Linked DNA regions of Sus scrofa: region 1 is linked to region 2. Evidence: chromatin contacts called from public Hi-C data. All regions are on one chromosome and are shown on one strand. Each heading gives the region's core, a stretch centred on a gene start, on an enhancer-like site or on the middle of the called end of the contact. The rest is flanking DNA. Distances are from core to core; before and after follow the strand shown.

Evidence for each region. A called contact is a pair of places that touch in the nucleus more often than the background predicts.
Region 1: a Hi-C map of liver shows a contact between it and region 2, with 16 times the contacts expected there. The contact joins the promoter of AKR1E2 here to the promoter of AKR1C1 in region 2. A contact is called at or near these places in 2 of 5 promoter capture datasets (fetal liver and liver) and 1 of 47 Hi-C or Micro-C datasets (liver).

Annotation. Positions count from the first base shown.
Region 1 is chr10:65,691,679-65,695,771 of Sscrofa11.1, reverse strand. AKR1E2 (aldo-keto reductase family 1 member E2) reads left to right here and starts at 2,323. Exons shown (of 11, transcript NR_145511.1): 1 at 2,323-2,363.
Region 2 is chr10:65,578,648-65,582,722 of Sscrofa11.1, reverse strand. It overlaps AKR1C1 (aldo-keto reductase family 1, member C1 (dihydrodiol dehydrogenase 1; 20-alpha (3-alpha)-hydroxysteroid dehydrogenase)), which reads right to left and starts at 2,327. Exons shown (of 9, transcript NM_001044569.1): 1 at 2,244-2,327; 2 at 1-69. The coding sequence starts at 2,327.

The DNA.
Region 1 (4,093 bases), core at 1,074-3,573, 110 kb before region 2:
GCAGGAAAGTGAAAAAATACTCATGGCCATTATGTGAAGTCAGAGCAATATATAAAGAATTTTCCCCCAAATATATGAAAAGCAGTTGTGCAACCGGCCAGGGAGGAGCCGATTGGTGGAGGCAGAGGGAGGGAGGAGCCCGACTCCTGGCCATTGAGACCCGGGCCACTCGAGGGCAAGGCCCCAGCCTGAAGCCCCACAGCCTGCTGCCCACCCCCAACACGCGGGGTCTGCACAGTGAGGACCTCACCAGCCTCTGCTTCCGGGCGTCATTAGGCCTGTAACAGTCAAGACCACGAGACCCCAGGGGTGACGCCACATGTGACCAATGTACAGACTCAGAGGTGGAAGGCTACAAACCAGGGAGGGATGGGAATGTAGCTGGCATTCAGCTCAAAACAGGCGTCGGTTCTGCCGTGATCTCCTGAGAGACACCTCCCCTCTTGGCCTCGTGTCCTAGTTTGTCCCTTGGGGAGGCTGAAATGAAATTCGCTCCTCGCCTTCTCTCGCATGAAACTCTCCAAGGACCCCCCACATTTAGAATCAGGCCCCCAAGGGCCTTATCTTGCTCCCCTAAGCGGCCCTCTGTGTCCGGGTTCGCAGGCACGTGTAATCCCTCCCCCAGAGGGTGGGTTCAACTTAGACACTGGCTTCTAACCAACAGAAGAGGATAAAGGTAATGGGCTCTCACCTCAGAGGACATACAGAAAGTCAGTGACCCTGTCTTGCTTGCTCTGTCCTGAGTACCCCCTGCCCACCATTGCAAAGAACCAAGAGAGGGCTCAGCAACTGACCTCCAGGCAACCTGAACCCTGCAAATAACATGTGGGCAACCGGGAGGGGGGGGGGTGGCTTTGGGAGCAGGGCCCAGTGCCCTGGAGACCGAGGGGCAGAGGCTCCCAGCTGAGCAGAGCCTGGAGGCTGGTCACAGAAACTGAGATGCTTATTCTTGTAATGCTTGTTCTTGAAAGCCACTGAGTTAGCATGATGCTGTCACAGGGCAACAGACTTGCTAGTACTTCCTTTCAGGCTGAGGATCTGACCCTGCCCTCTCCCCTCCCTCCTCCCCACGCGCGCGGGCTCTAGTCACCCAGGCCGGCTCTTGTCCTACCTCCTTCCCGGGCCAAATTCTCCTCTGCACCTCTGGGCCCCACGCCGCTGGCAGATGTGCCCAGGGCTGGCGCCTCTGGTCGTTCTGGTCACCAGGAGCTCCTGGCCCTCTTTCCCGCTCCCAATTTATTTCCCTAGAGCACGTGCTCTCCTCTTGCGCACGGATTTGCTTTTCTGCTTTGGTCCACCTCCCTGTAGGGTCTCTGAGTTCCTGGGCGGGGCAGGGACCACGTGGGGCCTTTCAGCCCCACCCACAGACTTCACAAGACCCCAACTCGGGGTGAGTGCTGAGAGCACAATTGATGAATGAATAATAAAAGGATCTCGGGGCCCCTTCCACCCTCCGAGCAGCTCATTCTGTGGAGATGGAGGCTAATAATAAGAGGAGGCAGGGGGACACCCAGAATGACCCTGGGTGTCCTTTCCAGAGCCAGTTACTCCGTTGACGACAATGGGCACAACCGCCCTCTGCTGGTCAGCGCCAGCACTGCGGCGCCGGGCAGGAAACAGAAATTAAAACACATCCTTGCAGGGTCATCAAGTCAGTGAGGTCCCTGTGGGCTCTAGGGGTGGGGGTGTCAGGGGACCTCGCATCCTGCATGTATTTATTTTGGCAAGTCACCAATGGAGAACCAAGGCCAAAAACTCTTCTACGAGCCTGTGAGACTCTCGGGGTCCGACCCAACACATCAATTTGTGGAGGAGGAAGCAGGCCTTCCCTCCTATCTCTTGGGAGGGTGGAGTAGGAGTGTCGCCATGGGAGCAGGACTGTCGGGGGCTTACCCTCCTCCAAGGCACTCATTGGTGGACACAAGGCCCCAGATCCTGTCCTCTTCCCGCTGCCCTGGGACTGCCCTGGCCCAGACGACCCTGGGACCTCCGGATCCCTGCTCAGCAGCCGGCATCTTCAAGTCCGGAAGCAGAGAGCCGCTGGAGAGTTGCTAGAAGACGGGCGGTGGGTCGGCTCCTGCCGAGGTCCCGATGCCCCGCGCCGGTGCCGGCGCGTGCGCACAACCACTCCCGGACGCCCAACCAGCGGCCTCTGCGCTCGTGGGCGTGGCCACTGCCTGAGTGCCCCGCCCACTAACCAGCTACCTCCGCCAGTCAGCCAATCAGGCCACCTGTGTCCGCCACGGTGCCGCCCCCTAAACTGGCTGTCCCCTTAGGTGGCGTCCCTCTGGAGTCGCGCGGCAGCCCCAGACCTGATCTGAACAATGGAGAAGATACCTGTCCTGGGCCTGGGCACCTGGCAGGTGAGGCAGCCTCGCCGTCCGGGAGGGGCGGCGCCTTTCCTTGGCGCGCGCTGACGTGGGCGGGGGGCACCTGCGGGGCCACCTGGGGTGGGGGCACCCGCCTGGACCCCTCGGAGGAGACGCCTGCCGCAGCCTCCACAGGACCAGCTGGTCGCCCGCACCTGCCCCCCCCCCCGGGGGGGGAGGGCTCTTGCTGTGTTTGAAAGATGGAATATTTAGGCAGCAGATTTTCTGAAAATGAGGGTTGTCCTTATGGTATTTCATATTGAGTCCCAATCATAATTATTCAGAAATAATGTCTGGGAAAGTCCAGAAGAAAAGGTTGTCCAGCTTGAATTTGGGCAGGAAGATTGGCAGTTACCTGACAGATCAGAGCAGCAGACAACCGGGAGATGGAGAAATGTCTGTCTCAAAAAGACAAGGAAACGCTGTCATCGCCAACTTAATTTTGAAAAGAAACTTTGAAACTTTGCCTTCTTCTGGGTGTGAAAACCTGATAGCGGAGGCACTTTGGACCTTTTTCTCTACTTTGGACTTTCTAATTGCTGTCAGGACTTTAGACACAGCACTAACTAAAAAGGCTTTCCTATTTGCTTTAAAAAAAATGCAGAAAACCCCTTAGGTTTTGATAAAAAGATACTCATTTAAGAAGTCACATAGGAAGTTATTGGATGGGTAGGAATTAGAATGATCAACCCTTGCTCGTTAAAATATTATTCAAATTATTTCTTCTATTCACTTATCAACTCGTAGAGGTCAGGAATGTGGTTTAATTCATCGCGGTTTGGCAGAATGAATTGGAATTATTTCCTCTTTTTCTTTTGTTGGAAGGATTTTGTTATAAAGTGGGGTGAATTCTAACCTGTAATTTTTTTGCAGCTATGTGTGTGTTGTATTTAATTGCTTCATTTTAAAAATAATTACAGGACAGTTCAGTTCAATTATAGAACTTTACTTCTTAAGTTTTTCTAGGAATTTTTCCATTTCATTCCAAATTATCAGCTTCTAGTCATTGATAATAGTTTCTTATATTTTATTTTATTTCTTTCTTTTTACAGCCGCACCTGAGACGTATGGAAGTTCCCAGCCTAGGGGTCAGATCAGAGCTGCAGCTGGGCTACGCCATAGCTGCTTGTGACAGCACCAAATTCTTAACCCACTGAACAAGACCAGGGATCAAACCAGCATCCTCACAGAGACAACATCGGGTCCTTAACCCACTGAGCCACAACGGGAACTCCCAGGTTCTTAGATGTTAAATCTCTCTCTCTTTTTTTTAATCTACATGTACTGCTTTTCTTTCATGTCATTTATTTACTTATTTATTTTTTCCTTCTTCCATTTTTTTTATTACTCAAATGAATTGATCACATCTGTAGTTGTATAATGATCATAACAATCTGATTTCACAGGATTTCCATCCCACAGTCCAGGCACATCCCCCCACCCCCCAAACTGTCTCCTCCAGAGACCATAAGTTTTTCAATGTCTGTGAGTCAGCATCTGTTTTGCAAAGAAGTTCCGTCCGTCTGTCCTTTCTTCAGATTCCACATGTCAGTGAAAGCATTGGATGTTCTTTCACGTCATTTAAAACAATCAGTCTTCTCAGTCTTGTCAAAAGTTTGTCTCCTTGGGAATTCCTGCTGTGGGTTGGCATCAGGTTAAATCCAGCGTTGTCTCTGTGGTGTTGCAGGTTTGATCCCCAGCCTGGTGCACTGGGTTAAGGATCT
Region 2 (4,075 bases), core at 1,078-3,577:
ACTATCGATATGACGGAACCCAACTTCTATGGCATATTTGGTGGCCTCCAGAGCTTCACTCTTGGGAACCTACATAAACCACAAAGGTTGTAGCTGGATATCCACATGATTAAGAGGTGCTAAGGCAAACTTTGATCTTCCCCCACATCAACTGTTCTCCATGCCTTAGGTGAGTTCTGCACATGTGATGATGAATCCATAACGGTCTCCCAGAACTTTCCCGGTAAGTAATTACAGCTGGACGTCCAGGAATCCTGTGCCTCTCAGGCAATCACTGGTTGATTGCTGACATCAGAGTTCCCCAAGATCACCTCTAGGTTCAGTGATTTTCTGGAAGAACTCACAGGACTCACATGAAAGTTGTAGTCACGGATACAATTTATATTGTGAGATGTCTAAGCTAAATCAGTCAAGGGATAAGGAGCATCCAGAAACAAGGAAAAGGCTTCTAAGGGTCCTCTCTCTACCCACGTCACCACACAGACTACACCACAGGAAACTGTATCTATTCAAGGTGTGTAATGTGATGTTCTCCTCTATTTCTCCCCCGAGCAATGACTACCCCCACCAACGTAATCAATATACCCATCACCCCACGTAGCTAACGATGGAGGGGGGGTGAGAACACTTCAGATCTAACTTCTTAGCAAATCTCAAGCCATAACCCATTATTACTAACTGGAGTCACCATACTGAACGTTAGGTCTCAAGAATGTATTTGTCTTATAACTGATACTGACTAATATCTTGCCATTTTGCCCAACTTCGTCCCCAGATTCCAATCACCACATCTCTACTCTCTGCTTCTATGAGTCTGATTTCTTTTTAGGTTCCACCTGCAAAGAGATCATGCAGTATTTGTCTTTCTCTGTCAGGCTTACTTCACTCAGCTTAATGTTCTCCAGGTTCCTCTGCGTTGTAGCAAATGGCAGGATTAAGTTATTTTTAAGGCTGTATAATATTCCATGTATTTTTATGTAATTCGGAATCTTTTCTTTTTCAAGGAAGGAGATACTTTGTCTAACTGCTCCGTTGGGTCAACTCATGGTTTCCCTTAAAAGTACAGGCGTTTGGACGCCTCCCAAGGAAGGAATACCCGAGAGCTTCAGTGATATTCTGGACCTTTCCATCCCTTCAATCCAACTCTGCTCTACAAAGGAAACAAGCCCTGTCTTCTCTCTCCAAAATGTCTCTGAATATTTCCTTCTGTTCTATATATGAGAAAAGGGAGACTCGGAGTTTAAGGACCAGTCCCTTGTCATAAATACTCTAAAGACAAGATGGGAGTTCCCGTCGTGGCGCAATGGTTAACGAATCCGACTAGGAACCATGAGGTTGCGGGTTCGGTCCCTGCCCTTGCTCAGTGGGTTAACGATCCGGCGTTGCCGTGAGCTGTGGTGTAGGTTGCAGACGCGGCTTGGATACTGCGTCGCTGTGGCTCTGGCGTAGGCCAGTGGCTACAGCTCCGATTAGACCCCTAGCCTGGGAACCTCCATATGCCGCGGGAGCGGCCCAAAGAAATAGCAAAAAGACAAAAAAAAAAAAAAAAAAGACAAGATGGACAGCAAAATTTCTTCCAGTGTAGCAACTTGTCCACTAGCTCCTCATATGTCCAACCACTGAAGACTATACTTCAGTAAAAACACATTTCAAAAACCAGGCATGGAAATCTTTCCCCACAAGATTCTAGCTTATGTCCTCAAATAGTATTATATTTTCCATTAGATTAAGTTTCCAAGCAGAAACACATAAAAGGCAAAACACCGTTGGAGCGTTTCTGGCCTGGCACTCAGCAGACACGCCACAGTAGAAAAGCAATTCTCTCCCATATTTTTCATTCGCCTCATCTCCAGGATCTTTTATTTCAAGTATTTCTCTGAGTATGCCTTTTTGGGAGGAGGAAAGAATTGAATTGATGATATATGGAGAAAAACCACTCCAATTGCTGTCACCTTCAGAGCAAAGCACCCAGCATTGCTCTTGGTAACTGAGTTTCATTTCCGCCAGGATGGAAAAGCGATCGAAACAGGAGGGAGCCCAGAATAACCCGCAGGTGACTATGTGATCAGACCCCTATGCGGAGTGAAAACTGAGTACTTTCCCCCGTCATGGAATGGTTCAGCCTGGCTGCGAGAAACAAGGGCACCTCCCAGGGACAAGTGCCCTTCACACAGGAATTCCATGAATTGACAACCAGGTCGCTTCACTCATGTTACAACCCCAAGACCATGCACGAATGTTACCTCTTCAGGTGCATAGGTACCAAATCCCAGTACAGGAATGAAGTGACCGTCGTTAAGCCGAAGACGCTGGCTTTTGGGATCCATCACCTGTTGCTCCTATGAGGAAGCAGACACTGACTTTTCCCTCTGGCTCCACAGCTTATAAAGAGCAAGCAGGTAACACCCCAACTGCACCATCCAATGTGAGCAGATCTGCTGTAGGAGGAGCAAGGTCAAAGCAGGACCCATGGAGCAAGAAGAAAATCGAAGCCAATTAACTTGTCTTTTTATCAGAAAATCTTGGAGTATTACATAATGATGTGATTCACTGAACAATTATTGACCATAGGTTAGACTAGAAACCTCCACACACCAAGCCTTTGTTTTTTTTCTGATTATGAAACCCTATCTTGATCAAATATCCATTGAAACAATAAGCCATCTTACACTACTTACACAAATTACACAATTTAAACAAGTCATTTAATAAGCATTTTTCAAAATGTTAATCCTTAATAAAGAAAACTTCAAATGAAGATAAAATTCCCTTTCTTTTTTCCTGTTTAGGGCAGCTTCTAAGGCATATGGAAGTTCCCAGGCTAAGGGTTGAATCAGAGCGGTAGCTGCTAGCCTGCACCAAAGCCACAGCAACACCAGATCCGAACTGCATCTGCAACCTACGTAGCAGCTCTCAGCAACATTGGATCCTTAACCCACTAAGCAAGGACAGGGATCCAAGTAGCATCCTCGTGGATACTAGGCAGGTTCTTAAACTGCTGAGTCACAACAGGAACTCCATAAGGTTGCCCTTTTACCCTTCCCACTAGCAAAAGTATCTTCCTTAATGACCCAACAGGGGTGAAATCTGAAAAGCATATCCAAACCAGATATTCTGGCAAAGTGCTTGTTGAAGATTAATTATTAATAGTTTTTGGACAGCATTTGCAGTCTGTAAACAATTTTGCAGTGTTTATCCACTTGACCTACATATATAACTCTTAGAAAATGATTCTAAAATAAATGATAAACATTTTATGTAATTTATCAGCTTGATCAATATTATTCATAAAATAAAAACTGGTAACTAGTTGAAACATCATAAATTTGAGACAAGCTAGGGAAGTGAAGATGTATTGATACCATGGAATGTTGTGAAGACAATTAAATTTTAACATGTAGAATGATGTCAGCAAAATGATGAGCTAGGAAAGGCTGAACTCTCTCTCAGAAATATGACAAAACAACCAGAAACTAGATTTAAAGAAAAACTCTTAGCATTTTGGAAAACAGTCAAACAAAAATCTACAGCAACAAAGTGAACACCCAATCAGGAAAACGTCCAGAACAGAGTGGAGGACGTGTCACGGTGTTTTTACTCACCCTTACCTGTGCCCTGACTACAGTGTAGTCTCGCCCTGGAAAGGGCAGCAGCTCGCTCGCAGCTACTCCCCTCAAGCCCGAAGGATCGCAGAAAACCTTATTTGCAGTGTTACAGCCTATCTGGGGACTGCCTGCCCTCGTGTCAGTGTCTCCTAACCCAAAGCTTAAACTAAAGGGCAGCTGGAGTGGCTCCATACAGCTGCAGGCGGACTCTATATGGACAGATGCCAGGGACAGGGGATTAAGGGCGGAGATCTAGAGTAGATTAACAAAACCCTGAGTAGGACTGGGGTGTGTCCAGTGAGGACATCAAGGCATTCAAAAAGAAGACATGTGATCATGGGCATTAAAAAGCCACCCAAAAAGGGGGTGGGTGGGGGAGTTCCCATTGTGCCACAGCAGAAATGAATGCAACGCATATCCATGAGGACCAGGGTTTGATCCCTGGCCTCCTGCAGGGGGAGGGTGTTGCC